Regions from separate parts of the Mus musculus genome. Here region 1 is linked to region 2. A link is a contact called in public promoter capture Hi-C data. All regions are on one chromosome and are shown on one strand. Each heading gives the region's core, a stretch centred on a gene start, on an enhancer-like site or on the middle of the called end of the contact. The rest is flanking DNA. Distances are from core to core; before and after follow the strand shown.

Region 1 (3,050 bases), core at 287-2,786, 2.0 Mb after region 2:
TAAATGCCAAACAGGTACTCCTAGCTTCTCCCTACTGCTCCTGAAACCATTTCTTGATGTTGGATCTAGACCTAAGGGCTAACTAAACTCACCAAGAAACTATCTCCAACTGGCCAATCCCAATCCCTGATACTCAATGAACCAGTTGCTCAATAGTATCACAGAAGATTCTTCTCATATTCTGCATATTCAATACTGCTGAGCCTCCAGGAAACTACAGTTGGTGCCCAAGTCCCCAAACACATCCACATGCACCATTAAATGGCCTGCCACACCCCCAGCAGAGTGACTGAGAAATGTCAAAGTCACCCAAGAATAAAGTGCAAGGGGATGAGGAATTAGGTTTCCATCGCTTTTCAGAGTAACCTTACATGCCTTACCGAACCTCTCCAGTGATCTTGTCCCAGAATACTGTGGAAAAGACTCCATACCAACAAGTCACCCTGGATAGATCTGCAGACACATGGGTCCTTAAGAAGTAACAATCCATCGCGGGCAAATGGAAAACAGTTTCTCCTGGGGCATGGCAAGCCTTCATTTTGGGATGAGGACAGGTGAGGGAAGAAAGAATAACTCCAGAAAAGGTAGAGAGTTTGGAACACACGTTTCTTTAACTTTAAAAAGTTCTGCAAAGAGTCTTTCCTTTCTGAACAGAGGCTAAAACTGTGGCCTCTTCTCTGGAGCAAGTCTGAATCCGGCCCCTCTGAATCACATCACTACCTCGAGAAAGTCCCACCCCTCAGGGTCTCAGGGCATCTCCTAAGGGGCAGAACCTTCTGGACTCTATCTTCAATGGGACCCTATGGACGGATGGTCTGCCAGACACTTGTCCCCTGAGGGGCGTACTATGGCTAGAAGTCATCTCATAAAATGTTCCTGGGCCACCTGACTGGAGGATGCTCATCAGCCTGTGCGTTGGACGAAGGGCTACAACCGTCGCCGCGATGTCACCAGACCCTGATAGGGGGGCTGTCACCTACCTCTGTCACGATGGTGGACAGGAAGACGTCCTTGTCGTACTCCCAGCCATCCAGGCAGCTCTCCTGCTCCAGCTGCTCCAGGTCCACGTCCCGCCCCGGCTCCAGCCCTAGCTCAGAGAAGTTGGCGATGGTGGCCAGTCGGTAGCGGCGGCATTTCTGAGGCACCTGTCGTCCGTCCTTCGTCTCCAACGGGATACTGTGGTTGCGCCACGCGCTGCTCAGGTTCACGGTGTGAGGCACAAGGCAACGGTGCTCCGGGGTCCCCGCCAGGAACACGATGGACATACCATTGAAGCCATTGGGGATGATGCTGGCGCTGAGCAGGAAGAAGATGAGGCGCTGGAAGGGCCCCCACTCGCCTAGGAAGGCGGTCACCTCGTCGTAGTCCCGCATGCCGTCCTCAGCCTCCCACAGCGCCCGTATGGGAATAAGGGGACACCGTGGCGCGGGAGACGGGGCGCTGAGAGCCTCTGCGTGCAAGGCTCGTGAGTTCCCACCGACGCCTCCGACTCGGCCACCGCCAACTTTACATAGGGCCTGAGGGCGGGGCGGGCTCTGGGCATGGGCCTGGGCCGCAAGGCCCGCCCCGCCGTCCCGGCTCTGAGGCGCGGCGCGGCGCGGCACGGCGGGGGCGGGGCAGGGGCCTGAGTGACGCACAGTGGGCGCCGGCCATCGGCCGCGCGTGCGCCTGAGGCGGAGCCGAGCTAGGACTCAGAACTAGCTGGGCGGTACAGAAGGCGGGGCTGAACCGGGCTTCAGAACTGTCAGCGAGGGAGGGGTGTGGCTTCATTCGACCACGCCTCCATAGTCTCTACGGGGCCCGGGTTGGGTGAACACTTCTAGTTCCGCCCAGACTGGAAGACTGAGGCGGGGCGTCTGTGAGCCACGCCCCTAACAGGTCCGCTCTAGGGGGCGGAATTGGGTCTTTTCAGGACACTTCCTGGAGCAGGTTCCCAGGGTGCCCTTCTCTTGAGGGAAAGGGTGACTTTGAAAAGTTTGTGTCCAAGGCCATCCTGGGAAGACCATTCTGGGTGTTCAATGGAAAGAGGCTTAGAATTTAAGCAGTAAACAGCCCACCTTCTCAAATTTTTGTTGTGGTTGAGAGATATTGTGAACCTCGGAGAGTCTCATTGACAACGACAGCCTTTGTTGCAGTTTTTCCTGGAAAGACTGCCATCTTTTGTGGCTGCGGAGATAGCTCAGCTAGGACTCTCTTTAAGAGTCCAGATTGCTCCTCCAGAGGACCTTGGCTTGCTTCCTAAAAGGCATAGGGCAGCTCACAGGCCCAGTAGGCATGCACTCGGCACATTAGACAAAACAGACTTGCAGGCAAAACACTCATACACATAAAATAAAATAATAGTTATATATATTTACATATAATATATACATATATTAAAAAGGGGTGGATTTTGAGACTGGTGATGAGAAAGGTGGCAATGAATTTTAATTCCCAGACTATTATGTTCTTAAATTATTTTGTTGTCTTTTGATTTAAGAAATAGTAAAATTTTGACTTCAAGATTAAGGATCTTAGTGTAGGATTAATCTCTCAGATTTGTAATTTTTACAATTAATGCAGGAGCCAACTTGTTAAAAAACCAAAACAAAAACTTACCAGAGTTTGTGGCAAAGGACCTTAATCAAGTCTGGTCTTTATAGCCAGTTCCAGGTTCTCAAATAAACAACAACAACAAACTTTACCATGAAACCCATTATTTTGTCCTAGTAATATATTCTAAAAACCAACAACACCCAAAAACAAAACAAAAAACAAAAAACCGACCAGCAACTGTATGATTCTGAAGCAACACTGTCTAATAAAATAAGAAGTTACCCTTATAATTTTATCTATATTTATTTTTTTGAGATGAGTTTTGCTATATTGCCCTGGCTTGCTCAGTAGCTTTGACCTCAACTGACCAACCGTGCTCCTCAGCATTGCGGTGGAACAGGCAAACATTGTAACTACAATTGCTTTAGTAGCTGTTAGTAACTTTTCTGGTTACAGAGACAAAGCAACTTAAGCGGAAAGGGTTTGTTCGGCTCAGTAGTCAGAGGGTGGAGTCA
Region 2 (3,111 bases), core at 549-3,048:
GTAGAGGAAAGCCTCCAAGCCGGTTTTGCAGATGTCCTCACCCTCCGGCAGAAAAGCTACGAGTCTCCAAGCTGACCCAGGATCACCCCTTGCTCGGAGAAGGGGATGTCTCAGAGCCCAGGGATGGGCGGGAAGGGACCATGGGGAGCCACAAGTCTGCACCCAGGCGGGGAGTGGGCGAGCGAGAGCCGCTCCGCAGGCGCAGGCAAGTGGGTGGGAAGGAGGGAGGGAGAGGGAGGAAGGAGGTGAGCCGGGAAGATGCCACTGCCGGGGGCGGGGCGGGGCCGGGGATCCGGCAGAAGGACTGCAGCAATGTTTGGTGGGGGCGGGGGCTGCAATGTCACTCATTTTGGGGTCAGGTGCGTGTGTCCCAGGCAGGGCCCTCCACTTGTCTGCTGCTCTTAGGTACCACCCAGAGTTTTAGTAAGGGCGGAGGGAAGAGGGGGGAGCTGCAGAGTCGTCCCTGAAGCGGGACGCGAACCAGCAGAGTTGGGAGAAGGTAAACAAGGGCCACGCCCCCTGCCGTCGCCCCGCGAGCGCGCACCCGCCGCTCCGGCCGTCGCCGGTACATTTCCACTCTCGCGGTGCCTCTCCCCCACCGGACTCCCGCGCAGCACCGGAGAGCTGCTGTCCACTACCCCAGTATGCACCCTGGCTGCCTGGACTGCGCACCCAGCACTCACCTGGGAACGTTGTCCCCCGCCCCTTAAGAAGAAAAAAAAAAAAAACTAATTTGTGCAATGCCTCTGAACCCAAGAACCGAGCATGCTGCCCCCGCGTGCAGCTCCCTCGTGCACCCAGCCTGGAAAGGGGGCGCAGGGCGGAGGCGGTGGCCCCCGGAAGGTGTCTAGGACTGGACCGGCTGCACGTGAGCCCAGTGCGGGGTCATGTGCATCGGCTCAGCCCGGTTCGGCACCCGGACGTGCTGCGTATCAACAAAATGAAACTCGGGAGACAGAAGGGCAGATAGCTCCAGGTTTCCCGTGCCCCGGTGCCCGCCACTCAGCCTCCCCACCCCGCACCCCGGTAGCGCCGCAGCCCCTCGGGCCGGCCGGAGCCCGCGAGGCAAGTTGCAGCCCCAGCGCCCCCACCCGCCCGCGCCCCCTCGCCGGCCCAGGGGCGCTTTGCCGCAGTCATTAATAAAGAAGGTCGCCAGGCTCACCCTTCCAAAAGTTGTTGCATGCGCCCCTCTCAGCCTCCCCGCACTGTACTCTTTAAAACACGGCTGACCAACATGCGCAATCTCTCTCCCCAGTGCTGTGCGTCCCCCCCCCCCACCCCCCGCGCTGGCTTCCTAGAACAGGCAGCCAGCGAGAGAGGGAGCGAGCGAGCAAGAGAGAGGGAGCGAGGAGCACTGGCAGATCTGTTGAAAAAAAAAAAAAGCCCACAAAATAATGCCGTGGAGATGCGCAGGGCCCATCCGCTGGGGGCTGGCTCTTACCTTGCTCCGCGGTGCCCTCCCGAGGGGCGCTGCCCTCGGCTACGCGCGGCGGCGGGGGCCGGCGCGGGAAGGATGCTCCCGAAGCCAGGAGCTCCTGGGGCCGGCGCGGGAGGGCGGGGGGCGCGCATCCATCCGGGGTCGTGGCGAGGGAGGCGACCGGGCCGCGGCGCCCCCCAAGCCCCGCACCCCTGCTGGGAAGATGGTCAGCCCTCCAGCTCAGAGCTGGTGCCACTAGGAGTGGGCGCAAAGTAACTCCATGGACGCTACTCACCCCCCAAAAAAATAGCCTCCAACTGCGATGGCCGCGGTCGGCACCATTCACCAACCCCCTGTGTATGTTTCTGTTTCTTTTTAAACCAAGACTTCCTTGTGATCTCTTTAGAGGGGGAAAAAATGTGTTGGGGTGGGGGTGGGGTGGGGTGGGGGCGGGCAAGAAGAGAGGGAGGGGGAGTAGCCACTTTTTTCTAATTCACTCGGATCTCCGCTCCCGGCACCCCCCTGTCGTGTTCCCCCCCCCCTTCCCAGTTGTTTGGCTCCGGCGACAGTCCCAGGTAGCGTTGCGGCCCCCCCGGGGGGGTGCCCTACACGGTCACCCGCCCGCCTGCACGCGGGCCCGGACTCCTCGTGGACTCCGGGGCGCCCCCAACCCGCCCTGTCCCCAGGGCCGGGCCCGAGCGCCGGCTGAGCCCGTGCAAGTCCCATCAGGTCGGCTCACACTTCACACACTCACACACATACCCCGCCCCTCCACTCGCTCACTCACACTTTCTGCTCACACCCCGCCCCCTTCGCGCCCCAGACCCAGGCGGAGCCCCCCACAACCTTTAAAAAAAAAAAAAAGCAAGCTTATACTTAAAAAAATCTTTTGGCGCCATATTAATGACGTACTTAAAATTTGCCATTTCTCCCTGCGTCAAAAAGACGTTTCTTTGCAAATAACAGCTTGGAGGCGACACTCGCGGAGGAAACGAGGCTTGCACGGAGTACCCAGCTCGCCCGCCCCACCCCCAGGGACTCTGGTGCTGGAAGACCCTCGCCCTCCGCCCGGTTTCGGAATCACTGGTTTTAAAATCGAAATCGAATAAATCGCGTGGCGTTTTTTGCAGCGCCAGAAGTGAGCAGAAAGTGCTGGCAGGAGTGCAGGGGAGGGGCGCGCAAGGGGCTGGGGGAGGGGGCGCGGTCCTCCTCCCCCACCCACACCAAATGCAAACTAGCATCCTAGGCAGGGAAAGTTGAAATTGTGGGCGACCTCCGGAAGAGAGGGGCTGTCCTTAAGGGGAGGGGGTCCCTTCTTGGGCTTGTTGCCCCCTCCCCCTCGCGGGTGCCTCCTGGCGCCTGGTGCTGCCCTGCATTTCCGGAGGGGGGGTGAGGCGCACTGTGATGGGTGGGTGGCTAGCAGGGTGGCAACATGTCCTAGCCTCAGGAGGAGTTTGCCCCGGGGTACCCCCTTCCTTCTGCCTCGTGCATCTTATAGCCGCAAAGGGTTAAAAACCGAGGGGCAACTTCCCAGGGCTGGTACTTGGCAGAGAAGCGGGGCGCCCCTCTCCCCACCCTCTCGTTCTCGCCCCTCCTCCTCCGACTCCACTTCCCGACTTGACCTTGTGGTGCACAAACAGTGCTCTCCAATCCTCGCAGTTTCTGGAAGAAGAGCCTGCGCTCGCCAGGCGGGC

What was found. Promoter capture Hi-C pulls out the DNA fragments that hold promoters and counts their contacts.
Region 1: a contact with region 2 is called in a promoter capture Hi-C map of liver, with 2.8 times the contacts expected there. The contact joins the promoter of Slc22a5 here to the promoter of Jade2 in region 2.

Annotation. Positions count from the first base shown.
Region 1 is chr11:53,890,167-53,893,216 of GRCm38.p6, forward strand. Slc22a5 (solute carrier family 22 (organic cation transporter), member 5) reads right to left here and starts at 1,537. Exons shown (of 10, transcript NM_011396.3): 1 at 981-1,537. The coding sequence starts at 1,373.
Region 2 is chr11:51,855,870-51,858,980 of GRCm38.p6, forward strand. It overlaps Jade2 (jade family PHD finger 2), which reads right to left and starts at 1,799. Exons shown (of 13, transcript NM_001357588.2): 1 at 1,442-1,799. The coding sequence starts at 1,569. It overlaps Gm30110 (a long non-coding RNA gene), which reads left to right. Exons shown (of 2, transcript XR_388628.2): 2 at 52-728.